Regions from separate parts of the Macaca mulatta genome. Here regions 1 and 3 are each linked to region 2. Evidence: chromatin contacts called from public Hi-C data. All regions are on one chromosome and are shown on one strand. The core of a region is the stretch at or near the end of the contact, and the rest is flanking DNA. Distances in the headings are between cores, read along the strand shown. Region 1 holds the start of SLC38A2 (solute carrier family 38 member 2). Region 2 holds the start of SCAF11 (SR-related CTD associated factor 11). Region 3 holds the start of ARID2 (AT-rich interaction domain 2).

Evidence for each region. A called contact is a pair of places that touch in the nucleus more often than the background predicts.
Region 1: a Hi-C map of fetal cortex germinal zone shows a contact between it and region 2, with 2.7 times the contacts expected there. The contact joins the promoter of SLC38A2 here to the promoter of SCAF11 in region 2. A contact is called at or near these places in 2 of 14 Hi-C or Micro-C datasets (fetal cortex germinal zone and fetal cortical plate).
Region 3: a contact with region 2 is called in a Hi-C map of liver, with 3 times the contacts expected there. The contact joins the promoter of ARID2 here to the promoter of SCAF11 in region 2. A contact is called at or near these places in 3 of 14 Hi-C or Micro-C datasets (fetal cortex germinal zone, fetal cortical plate and liver).

Annotation. Positions count from the first base shown.
Region 1 is chr11:53,441,168-53,444,965 of T2T-MMU8v2.0, reverse strand. SLC38A2 (solute carrier family 38 member 2) reads left to right here and starts at 2,056. Exons shown (of 16, transcript NM_001257811.1): 1 at 2,056-2,370; 2 at 3,504-3,704. The coding sequence starts at 3,589.
Region 2 is chr11:53,054,736-53,058,840 of T2T-MMU8v2.0, reverse strand. SCAF11 (SR-related CTD associated factor 11) reads left to right here and starts at 2,387. Exons shown (of 15, transcript XM_077953930.1): 1 at 2,387-2,608. It also overlaps LOC107000840.
Region 3 is chr11:52,775,415-52,779,666 of T2T-MMU8v2.0, reverse strand. ARID2 (AT-rich interaction domain 2) reads right to left here and starts at 2,779. Exons shown (of 21, transcript XM_028829418.2): 1 at 1,877-2,779; 2 at 1,668-1,761; 3 at 480-577. The coding sequence starts at 1,968.

The DNA of each region.
Region 1 (3,798 bases), core at 807-3,306, 390 kb before region 2:
CACCAAAAAGTCCAAAGGACATGAGATTTACTTATAGTGCAACTTGCCACCCATAACTACCAACCCTGAGGGCCTCCTTAGCACCTCTAACTGGGCAGAGGAAACGACCAGAGATTCATCTGGAATGAAAAAGTGGTTTAAGACCTTTTGATTGTTATCAGTTGAAACCTGATCTAAAGAAACTTCCTGGGACTCCTCTCTAACCTACCACTACCAAGATTGTTGTGACAAGAAGAGTTGATTGATTTTAGTGGGGAATGTATGTTGAAGGAAGATAGTTTTTTCAGCCCTAATTGTGTGTCAAATTCCAAACCTGCCCTTGGGGAGTTCACAATCTCTTTGGGCAGATGATACTACAAATAGTCTGGAATGATTTTGAGTGCATGACAGCATGGGTTTTTAAAAGTCCATCACCATATTGTTTTAGAAAATAGTACCTGCAAAAAGAGGACAGAGTAGGGAGGGACGCTATGGGGCATGCGGGGTGCTTTCCTGCGGCTCAAAGGCTAAGCCTTGTGCGATAGCGGCATTTAAGGGGGTGAGAGGAGGTTGGCCACCAAAGCAAGAATGGCTATTATTTCAGCCTGACCAACATGGAGAAACCCCGTCTCTACTAAAAATACAAAATTAGCCGGGGTGGTGGCACATGCCTGTAATCCCAGCTACTCGGGAGGCTGAGGCAGGAGAATCACTTGAACCCGGGAGGCGGAGGTTGCGGTGAGCCGAGATCGCGCCATTGCACTCCAGCCTGGGCAAAAAGAGCGAAACTCTGTCTCATAAAAAAAAAAAAAAAAAAAAAAAAAAAAAAAAAAAAAAAAAAAAAGACTGGCCTGAGCGGAGTAGAAGGTTAGAAGGTTTGGGGTAGGGAACACAGGAGTGTGATGGGGGAAATCGGGCCCTCGCTTGTCAATCATAAACACTGGTGCAGGCGAGGGCACCCGAAGCCTCATGTGCGGCGGAAATAGGCAGTTGTACAGATTTCCTCAGTAAAATATTGAAAGCAAAAATTGTGATCACACCCAGCCCTTTGCTTTGTGCCCTGCCCAGTTTCTCCCACGTCCCCATAAGGAAGAGAGCAGTAGGTCAAACTTGTTTGTTCATTCATTCCACGAACATTTCTCTCTCCTAAGGGGTCTTTGTTTCCAGCAAGGGAGTGAGTCTTGCCTTTCCCGCAGCACCACTTTCTCCACAGTGAAGGGGCCCCCCTAGTTGCCTGGCTCAGCAAGACCACATCACCATTGAAGGGAAAGGACCAGGCTCTGCAGAAAGCGCCTCAGACCCGCATTCATACAAGGCAGTGCCCTTGCAGGGGGCGGTGGTGATGGGATAAGAGAAGCGACGTGTCAGCGAATGGAAAACTGGGGACTCCCAAGCAGCCTTAGGAGCGCCGGGCTCCCTACTGGAGCCTCCTTCTAAGGGGTCTGGCTTGCTGGCCAAAAGGTAGCCTTTCCGCTAGTCTGGTTTTCCATGGCCGTACAAAAAGGTCATCCCGAAAAGGAGCTGCTAGCCGACCTCGGGCTAGTTTTGAAGAGTGAAAGCAGGTCTAGGTGGAAAAGAAACAACAACAAACCATCAGGACAACGTTGCTGTCTTGGCCCAAGTTTGTGAGACAAAACCTCATTGTAAATCACAAAAATAACAATCAAGAAAGTGTTTGGTGGGAGGGTGGTGTCCCCGAAAAGCCTTGATATGTGCCCCCAAAACAAGGACTGCTGGTGAATCGGACAGGAGAAAATTTTAAGGAGATGGCTCCTCAAAGACAACCGCATGTGTTGAGCACCAACCCGGGTTGAAAAGGATAGGCAGCGGCAGCATCTGGGGGTCTTTCCAGACTATCTAGGAAGCTGGAGAGAGTGGGCTTTGGCTTTGCGGGAGAGTCTTGGGGGCGCCCTCGGGCGGGGCTGGGCCGCGGGCGCGGGCCGCAGAGGGAGGTGCAGGGAGGCGGGGCCTCGGGCTGGGCGGGTCGGAGGTGGGGCCCAGGTGGTGTTGATACACAAAGAGAAGGCGCCCGGGCGGCCGCGGCCCCGCCCACTGACGCGTCCCGGGGTGCCGCTATAACCCGCCGCTCAAAGGGCTGCTACAGAGCCCCGCGACGCCGCCGCCCTAGTGAACGCCTTTCCAGTACTGCTATCAGCAGCAGCAGCCCAACCACGCGTTACCGCACACTCGCGCCTTTCCTTTGACACGGCGGACGCCGGAGGATTGGGGCGGCAGTTTGTCATTTCCTTTTTTATTAAAATTATTTTTCCTGCCTGTTGTTGGATTTGGGGAAATTTTTTGTTTGTTTTTTATGATTTGTATTTGACTGAGAGAAACCCACTGAAGACGTCTGCGTGAGGTTTCCAGGGTACAAGAACAGAGACCACCGAGGTAACGCGTGCGGGGGGGTGTCTGTGGGGAGGGCGCGGGACCCGGGCGAGAGTGGGGGAGGGGCTTCCGGGAGGGGCCGCGCGGGAAGGCGACCGCGGGGTCCGTTTCCTTTCGAGGCGGGCGTTGTCGGTTGGCCTGGCCAGCCTTCCATCCTGGCCCGCCGCGCAGGGGTCGCGCCCGCGACGTGGGCAGGAGAGCAGGCGCTGGGCCCGGGCCGCGTGCCTGCCCGGTGCGGAGCCGCATCTTCCCATTAGGGGGAGGGGAGCCAGCCTGGCCCGCGGCTCTGCTGCGGCAAGTCTTGTGACTGATTTGCATTTAATAAAAAAAAAAAAAAATTAAGTCCAGGGAACCAGGAATCTGGGGGCGGCGGAGGTGGGCTTGGGTATGTATTATAGGAGAGGCCAAGATTGGGGAAGACAAGTTGAGAACATTTGACAATATCGACGATCGATATTGCATCAGTTTGCTTTCCAGACATAGGAGGGGCTGGGCGGGCGAAGCACTCGCGGGCCAGCTGCTTGTGGACGGGTGTGCTTGAGGGCACTGGCGCGCGCGTGTGTAAATAAACCCCCAGCTCCCGGGGCCCAGGCGTTCGCCCCCCTCGAGAGAGTAGTGTCGGCCCTTTCCGCCTCCTTCTGGGGAAGGCTGTGTGCGGCAGAGGCATTTCCCGGTGTGGGGACTCCAGGCAGTAAAGGACAGATTACGCAGCATTGCTGTTCCAAATGCTAGAAACGGGAAGCCATGCGCCTAGGTTGCATGCACACGAGCCAGGGTCGGGGCTGCATGTGTGCCCTGAGTGCCTGTGCACGTTTGCAGCGCCTGGGAAAAAGCAAAACAGAGCCCTCTTCGCCCCCTCCACTCCGACTGGGGACAATAGAGAGGGTGAAATACTGAAATCTGCCGGAGTAGGGGGCCTCGGCGGCCGCAGCACAGCGGTGGAATCATCTTTGTTCTCAGCGGCTCAGCCGTCTGTACTTTTCCGCCCCTTGGCGCGCCCCCGCCCCTCGCGCGCGGCTGGTACTTTTCCACTCGCCTGGCCTGGGATGAATCAGCCGCGCTGCGCCTCCCGGCGGCGTCACCTGACCACGGCGGGCGGGCGCTGCAGTCCTGACGCGCCGCCTCTACTTTCGCAGGCCGACTCGCGGCCGGTGCACCCACCGCCAAGGACAAAAGGAGCCCAGCGCTGCTAGCTGCATCCGATTCCTCCCAGTGCTTAGCATGAAGAAGGCCGAAATGGGACGGTTCAATATTTCCCCGGATGAAGACAGCAGCAGCTACAGTTCGAACAGCGACTTCAACTACTCCTACCCCACCAAGCAAGCTGCTCTGAAAAGGTGGGAGAAGTTGTGACACTTCTGAAAAAACGGCTTGCATGGGTTGGGTTCAGGGAGTTACCTAGGAATTTGCTTCCATTGCTTTAATTCGCTA
Region 2 (4,105 bases), core at 1,138-3,637:
GAAATACACATGATCTTTTCTCTGGGAAGAATGGCCTATTGCAAACCCCCACTCTCTTGTATTTGCACATGAAGGTAGAAACCACAGTGGCATTAAGAGCATTTTTCCTTAAGACATGCTCACATGATATCTAGGAGGCCACTGGTAAGAACGTTAAAACTTAGTCTCTGCTAGGAAATAAATACGTCGAAAGATTTGGTATTTTTTAGTTTTGATGAAACCATACTGTTATCATCAATTTAAAATAGTTTTCTATTTGGCAGATTTTATCATTTGGGCTTTAATTAAATTTTGAGAAAAAACACTTTCCTAAAACAAAACTGAGATTTTTAAAAAATATAAAACATACGCAGAAGCATGTTGCACCAGGAGTCCATATCAGGAGTTACACTCCTAGAGGCAGGACTCTCTAGAGTGAGTCCTAGAGATTGTATACATAGCAAAGCTACACCCTTATTCTGTTGGATGGCTCCTAAGTGTTGATCGGGTTATATCTTTCTACACTAATTTTCACTATTTCTCTTAACAATCATCCTTTATAATCATTCTTTATATCCAAATAGTATATATCCTGTACTATTTGCTCTGATTTTGACAGGGAAAGGTCCTTCATAAGAATTTTGTTCTTCCATGAGAAGAAAGCATTTTAATGTCTCTAGCTCATTTTTCCCTCAAATATCCCAAATACAGTAAAGCCATCTAAATTCCCTAACCCCATATCAAAAACAGTACACTGAAAAACTCCAAAGACTTTGACAGCGACAAGGCTGCCATTCATGTGTTCCTTCAGCAAGTGCCAGACGCTGTTATGAAAGTGATAAGACACTGTCCCAATTCTCACAGTGTGAGACAGTGAGCAGACTCAACAGAATGCACACGATGAGAGTGCCAGAAAAGCGACGTCCTCAGGGCGGGAGCAGGGGATGCGGCAACGTAGTCTGCGAGAATGCGGGAAGGCGGCAGCGAAGCGGCCGGTAGGCAGGGCCGCGACAAAGTGGGGAGGAAACTCATCCCGGGCAGGCGTCAGCGTGGCTGGGAGAGCGCAGCGCGCGCGGACAGAACGGGGGCAGGCGACAGGAAAAGGTGTGAACGCGCGGCTGAAAGCGACTGGGACCTGGGTGATCCGCGCGCAGGGAGCAGAGCTTAGTCCTGCGGAAGCCGCAAGCAGGACAAGGGCGTGGGTGGGAGGACTGGAAGGTCAGCTGGTAGATGGGGGACACTGAGGGCGGACAGAGCAACTGGAAGCTTGCTGCAATCGACAAGAGAAACTAGGAGGTTAAAGAGTCACTGGCTTTGAAAAAGTCAAAATACTTCCGAGGTAAAACAAAACATTTAACAACCCGCCGAGGAAAAAAGTGGAGGCTGGCACACACGTCACTAACCACAACGTGGAGGTCTTTAAAGTAAATCATGATAAAGTTTTTGTTGTTGTTGCTTGAGACAGGGTCTCGCTCTGTCGCCCAGGCTGGAGTGCAGTGGAACGATCTCGGCTCACTGCAACCTCAGCCTCCCGAGTTCAAGCGATTCTCCCACCTCAACCTCCCGAACGAGGCCTTAATACGTTGCTGAAGCTGGTCTCGAACTCCTGGGCTCAAGGGATCCGTCAGCCTCGGCCTCCCAAAGTGCTGGGATTACCGGCATAAAAGACCGCGCACCTGGTCCAAATTTAATTTTGTGATGTGGGGTTAAGACAGGGGAAAGCCCCTAGGCTCGGGGAGTCAGAGGGGAAAGCTCTCCCTCCGGCATCTAAAAAAATGCCCACCAGAAAGGAGGAAAAGTGGGCTTCTAAGTTACCTACTCTTCACCCCACTGGCTGCATTTCAGGTGGGCAGCGCCGCCAGGTGAACACTCAATCCACCGCAAACATACGAACACTCTTTTCAATATCAGATTACCATAAAGATAGAGGAACACACCCTGAGCAAAATCCTTCCTGTCCAGTCACCTTAAAGCCTCTTTCATTGTTCTCCGCGACGCAGCCTGTAAAACTGCCAAAGGAGCGCTGAGGCCAAAGTCCACGCGCTGCGCAGGCGCACCATCCGCAGCGTTGGCGAAAGGCGGGGCAGGAAGGACGTTTCCCAGAAGGCCCCTCCATCGCAGCTGCCCTTCCTCCCGCTCACAGGCCGCGCGACGTGACTCCACCCACCACGCTTCTCGGTCGCAAACAGCAGTTTGCCAGCGCCCCCCTGCGGCCCGGCTGGGCACTGCGAACATGCACTCAGGGCCAGAGCGAGAGAGTAGGCCGAGCGCGGCGAGTCCGGCAGCCGCCGTCGTCACCTTAGCGCGCCGACAGTGAGCCAAGCGAGCGAGGGAAGGGAGGAGGAGGGAGACGCGCGGGGAGGGGAGGGGAGGGGAGGGAGGAGGCTAGACAAGGCGGGGGAAGGGGGAGTAGCGGTGGCGCAAGTCGCGCGGAGCAGCGCAACCCGGGTCGCTCCCTGCTTCGCCGCCGCCTCCGGACCGAGCCAGCGGAGTCAGTGTCCCAGAGATCCTATAACACCACAAAGCGGACGAAGGAGTCCATGTTGGGGAACTTGTTGGCGGAGTGACTGGGACCTGGGAACCTGCTGTGTGGCCGCGGCCAGACCGAGCGCCTCGACCTCGGCCTGAGGTAAACACTGGTCGACCCGCGGGGTGGATGGGCTTGGGCAGCTGTCTGGGCTAGACGAGGGTTAGCGGCCGGCGCAGAGCGCTGGAGCGGGCCTAGGGCGACGGGAGGGCTGACAAAGTTTCGGAATCTCGCGCGGCCCGTGCGACGTCGTGCGCTGGGAGGAAAGTTGGAGCTGCCTCTCGAGGTGGGGGAGGCTGCGGCCGGGAGGGCCGCTTTCCCTCTCGCTGCCCCGCGAGGGAGGCCCGGCCCGACCCGACCCTGGGCCGCCGCCGCCTCTCTGTCGCACTCCGTCCCATTTCCTCCTTGTGGCCTACGCGCCTCCCGCCGCCTTAGCCGGCGAAGCCCGTCCCCGCCCGAGTGCAGGGTCCTACGGGGGGACAAGGGGCTCCACGCCAGAACCGCCGCAGACGCCCTCCTCCCTGCGGTGGAAACGTGTCCTGCTGAGCTTCCGGGCGCTCCCGACCGCGGGGTGGGCTTTTCTTGGGAGACTTTGGTCGCGAGCCTCCAAGCCCGCTAGTGAAACCAAACTTTACTACGCCGTGACCTCTCGTGTGCGCGAATGGGGAAGAGCCGGCGCTTCTAAGCATCAGCCTTTTTCACTCCGTGATCTGAACTTCAAACTACTCACCCACCCCCAGTGTTTTAAATTCGCTACCTGGGCTGACAACTACGGGGCCGGGAGATATCAATTTAGCCTAATCGGTCGCCCCTCCTCAGACTTAGGAATTTTGAACCATTAGAAAGATTTCTTACAGATGGCTGGCGGTCTTGCCACCAACACGTATTTTGGAGTATTGTTTCAAAAGTAGACGCTCGATTTAGAGTACTAGATTTAGACATTCACAGATTCAAATATTGAATTTTGAAATACCTTCAATATATTTCCGTACTGTATTACATACAGTGTCTACCTGTATTACGTACAGTGAATGACTGTTGTTCATTCATTTTGGGTTACATTTTGGCTAACATGCTACCACTGACCTAAGATACGTAAGCAAAACTGCTGAAAAATGTTTTTAATGCTTTGTGTAGTAGATGCTGATGTTACATTTTCTCCGCTTTGGGAATTACCCCCGAAATTTGGGAAAAGCATATTAATAAATGCATTTTTTCATTTTAAAAAGAAAAATTAATTTCTACATATCACTACCTGCCTCAGCAGCAGAATATCAGGGCAGTACATTTTAAAATAACGGTTTTTGTATTTTATTAGTAATTGTATTAAAATTTTGACGTGTAATCAAGTCTGTTTCTAAACAATTGCTTTCTCTTTCCTGTTTCTTTGGCAGTTGGCTTGATCATCTCACTATTTTGGTCAAAAGATGCAAGAAAAAAGTTCATGGGCCTTTTGTTTTTGTTGTTTTAACTCGGTGGGCAAGAGAAATGAAATCTTGAAACTGTCTTTGGATTTCTTGTGTTCTATATTATCCTATCGGATAATCTGAATTTACATTTTTTATGCAATGTGAGTTTTTTAAAAATAGTAGTTCTTAG
Region 3 (4,252 bases), core at 1,530-4,029, 280 kb after region 2:
ATTCTACTGAAAAACCTATTCAATGACACTGTTCCAAACAAGAAGTTTCATTTAAAAAAAAATTCTTAAAGTCAGAATTTTTAAAACTAAAGGACTTTCCAAAACAAAGAAAAAAATTTTCCCAAAGGCTACAAAGTTTCATTAACTATCTTAAGTCTTTTACTAAGCATCACCTTTCTGCCCCTCAGTGGATATCAAGCGATCAATAACAATGTCACAAAAGAATGTTTACCAAGATTGGGGCTAGGGTGTCACCTGTAATGATTTTGTATGAAAAACGTAAACGATCCTGAAATTAGTGAGGAAAACTTTCACCTTCCTACAATCTCACTTTATTTATATTAAATTTGTCTCAGTCTGAAATGAACAAGAGCTTAAGAACTGTTTGGTGTGCAAGGTTTGCTTTTGGTTTTGCTAAAAACAAATCTCTCCATAAGTCCCTTATTTCCAAATACTATGGAAAAGTCACTACTACTCACCGCAAGTAATACTGTTTTAAAGCAAAGGCAGCGTTAGAACAACTTCTGGGAAAGTTGAACTCTTCAACAATTTCTCCCCACTGATTCTTCTCAGAAACCTGGTAAAACACAGGCACGCTTGTCTGAAAGTGAACAATCTAAGAAAATCTTAACCTAACTATGAAATAAATACCCATTCTACAGAGATCTGTAGATACCTAAGGCATCAGTGGGTGTTTCGGATCGATCGGTAAGAGTTCCTAAGCAAGGGCTTCTTGAATCACTGTGTTTTCACCAGAGAGCCCTGTATTTAATACCACTTGTTTTGTTTGGATGGGGGGGGTTGGTGGGTTTGTTTTGTTTTTGAAGCCCGGACAATAACCAATCGCAAGTCCCTCTGTCGCCCCCTTTTAAATCTCAACGCGGTCCGTTTACACTTAAAAAAAAAAAAAAAAAAAAAAAAAAAAAAAAAAAAAGTTCAAAAGGATCAATACAGTTCCGGACAGCGACGTCCGCGGGTTCTGGGGGGGCCAGGGCCAGGGCCGATTCCGATCCCTCTCCCAGATCTATCCATCTCCATAGGCCCTTCTTTGAGGCCTACAGCTTCTGCCTAGCCTTGAAGCCTAAGATGGCTATTTGGAGACAGGTCCTGGTTTCTTTTGTTAGCTGTATAAACCGAGGGCGACGGGGCCGAGGCTGTGCCCCCGGCTGCCGGGATCATTTCGCAGCCGATTATCGATGTTAAACCTGCCCGCGCTAATTTTGAGTTGCACGAAAACTGCTCTCAGAGTCTGTGTGTCTCTGTGTCTCCGCCTGTGCTAGAGCGGCAGCGGCGGCAGAGCTGACTCGCGAGCGAGCGGGCGGGCGGCGCGGGCGCGGGGCGGGCGCGGGGCTCAGGCTGGCGCCCCGCACGCCCGCACTCCCCGCCACGGCGCTCAGACCCTGCCGGCCCGACCGGGCACCGGGCAGGGCGCGAGCCGGCGCCGGGCCGCCCGCCCGCCGGAGCCCCGCGCCCGCCGCGCGCACGCGAGCCACCAGGCCAAAAACAGCCCCGCCGCCGTCCGCCTCCGTGCCACCGGCTGGGAGCGAAAAGAACGCCTTTTGCCCCTGCGGGCCACCCCCCCAGCCCCAAGCGCCCACTCCGGGGTCAAAGGAGACTTTTTGGAGGAGGCCAGCGAGAGGGAAATACAAATTAAAACTTCCACTCACCTTCGCGAATCCGCCTAAAGTAGTGACTCTGGTGTAGAGACCGTGAAGATCCAGCTCCTTCCCACCCACCGCAGGGATTTTTTTAAAAGGCGACCTGCGGGAGAGAGAAAGCCCCGCACTTGTCAGCCGGGACCCCGTGCCCGGCCCGGGCGGGAGAGCCCCGTTCGCCCCGGCTCGCCCCGGCGCTGCCCCCCCGGTTCTGCTCTCACCCTCTGCTGTGGTGGAACTGCCGCAGCTCGTCCAGGAAAGCGAGTCCCTTTCTCCGCTCGTCCGGAGGCGCCTTCCCCGTCGAGTTTGCCATTATTTTTTCAAAGGAGGTTTTTAAAAAACCCAGATCGGTGTTTTAAAAGCGCCCCCCGCTCCCAGCGCTTCCTACCAGAGCCCGGAGCCCATTCCTCGGCCGGCGGCGGCGGGGCTCAGTCATGGGCCGGCGGTGGCGGCGGCGGCGGCGGCGGCGGCGGCGGCGGCGGCGCAGGGAGGGAGGGAGGGAGGGGGAGGAGGAGGAGGAGGAGGGGAAGGAGGGAGCAGGAGGCCAGGGGGAGAGGAGGGAAGGAGGGAGGGGAATTTCTAAAAAAGTTTAAAGAAATCGGAGCGAAACTAGAGGGGCAGGCGACTGCCGGATCCGCGCGAAGCCGCGGGGCGAGCGCGGCCCCCACCCCTTCCTTCCCTCCCTCCCTCCCCGTGGCCCGGCTCTCGCCCGCCTCTCAGCGCCGCCGGCTGAGGCGGCTCAGCCCGGGGACGCGATTCAACATGGTGCTGCTGCCGGGGGCGCGCGAGCGGGCGAGGGGCAAGGCGAGCTGATGGTGAGGGGTCTGGGCTGCCGGAGGCCCAAGAGTTTCGGCGGCGGCGGCGGCGGGGCTGGGGCAGGCGGGGCTGGGGGTGGGGAGGGGGAGGTCTGTGTGGTGGTTTGTGGAAAGCGGGGTGACAGCGTGTATTTCGGCCCCGGCTCCGCGGGGCCCTCGCACACATTTACGCGCGGCCTCGGCCGCGGAGGCCGGGGCGTCCCCAGGCAGAAGCACCGGCGGCAGCTGAGCCGCTGCGCGCCGCCCGCCTGCTTCCCTCCCCGCCAGCCTCCCTCTCTGCCGCCGCCAGCGCCGCCGCCACGGCCCGGCAGCCAGTGCCACACAGCGACCCCCGAGGGCCGGCCGCGGCACTGCGCCTGGCTCCACACCGCCCCGGCAGCTCCTCGCGGGGAACAATAGACTCGGCTCGCCGGGCTTAGGGTTCGTCTGCAATGTGCCGCACATTTCACACACACACACAAAGCCGGCGGAAAGGGGGGCGGCGCGGGGAAACGGCCACTACCGGTTGTTCCAGGGTTAGGGGTGGAGGCGATGTTCGCGTCCCCGGCCCGGCTGTTAGAAGGGCCGCCTCGGAGTCCCCGCCCGCCCGATAGAACCGGTGTGGCGCTCTGAAGGGAAAGGAAGCTCACCGGGGCAGCTACTCACGCTACGCAACATTCACAGATCGGAATAAAGTCAATGTGTTACCTTCTCTTTTTGTAAAGTCTAAAGGAATCGGCTTTTATGAGCCTTATGCTAGTATTTTGGGGCCTGGTTAGCACATTTTCTATGAATTATCCACACGCTAACTTTAGCAAACTATACGTTAAATACATTGTGAACTGTCTGTCCTAGTTCTGTGGAAATAGAGTAATGCTGTTAATACATCTTGCCGCTGGTTGGCTTCACATATCAAACTGGATTATTCTATGACCAAAGTTATGCAAGCTAACTAAACTGGTTGGGAAGCAATCTGTCGAACTTCGACAATAATTAACGTTTACATTTTTATAGTAAGGTCTCTTCAAGATTGCTGCATTTAAAATAAATATCGAATAAAACATTTTTCCTTGCTTTCAAATGTCTTAAATGTAATCCTTGTTTAAAATATTTTTGAAAGTTAAAAAAACCCTTTGTTTAAATGATAGTCAAAACATCTCAACAAATACTACCACCTAAATTTGCATTTACGAAGGGTGTTGGAGCCGGCTTTTTGCTACAAATGTTAAGATTACAGTACGTGAAGCGTATTATTATTCCCATTTTAGTGACGGCCACCACGGGCAAAGTCACTGCCTAACGCAAGGTCACAGGGTAGTAAGGGTCTGGATGGGTTATTTCAGGTAGTCGTTCCAATGGGAACATTGCTTTGGAGGTGAAAAATTATGTAATATAGTGCAGCGTGCTTCCGGTGCTCACTCTAGGAAACGGACTTATTTCCCAACTAAAGTTTGTCTCTTAAGTGGGGTCGGAATAAGGTTGTGGCTAGGAAGTTCCTGACACCCCAGGGCCAGTGAGTGTCTCGGAAGCCTGTGAGGGGCGGAGACCCGGCTCGGGGAGGTGGAGAAGCTCGGCGGCCGCGGGAGACTAGGGGTGAGACTGCTGTTAGGAACACTCGGCCAGCTGTCCCTTCCCCCACCCGTCCTCTTAGGGGGAGTGGAGATGTGGGCTCGGAGCTGCGTGGCCCGGGCTGTGCGGATTCCCTAAACGCCGCACTTGCGCACAGCCCCTTACGTAACCGTCAGTGCCGGGGATTCCCTAGAGGGGGGTCATTCTATTCAACCATTATACACACCCCGGGCT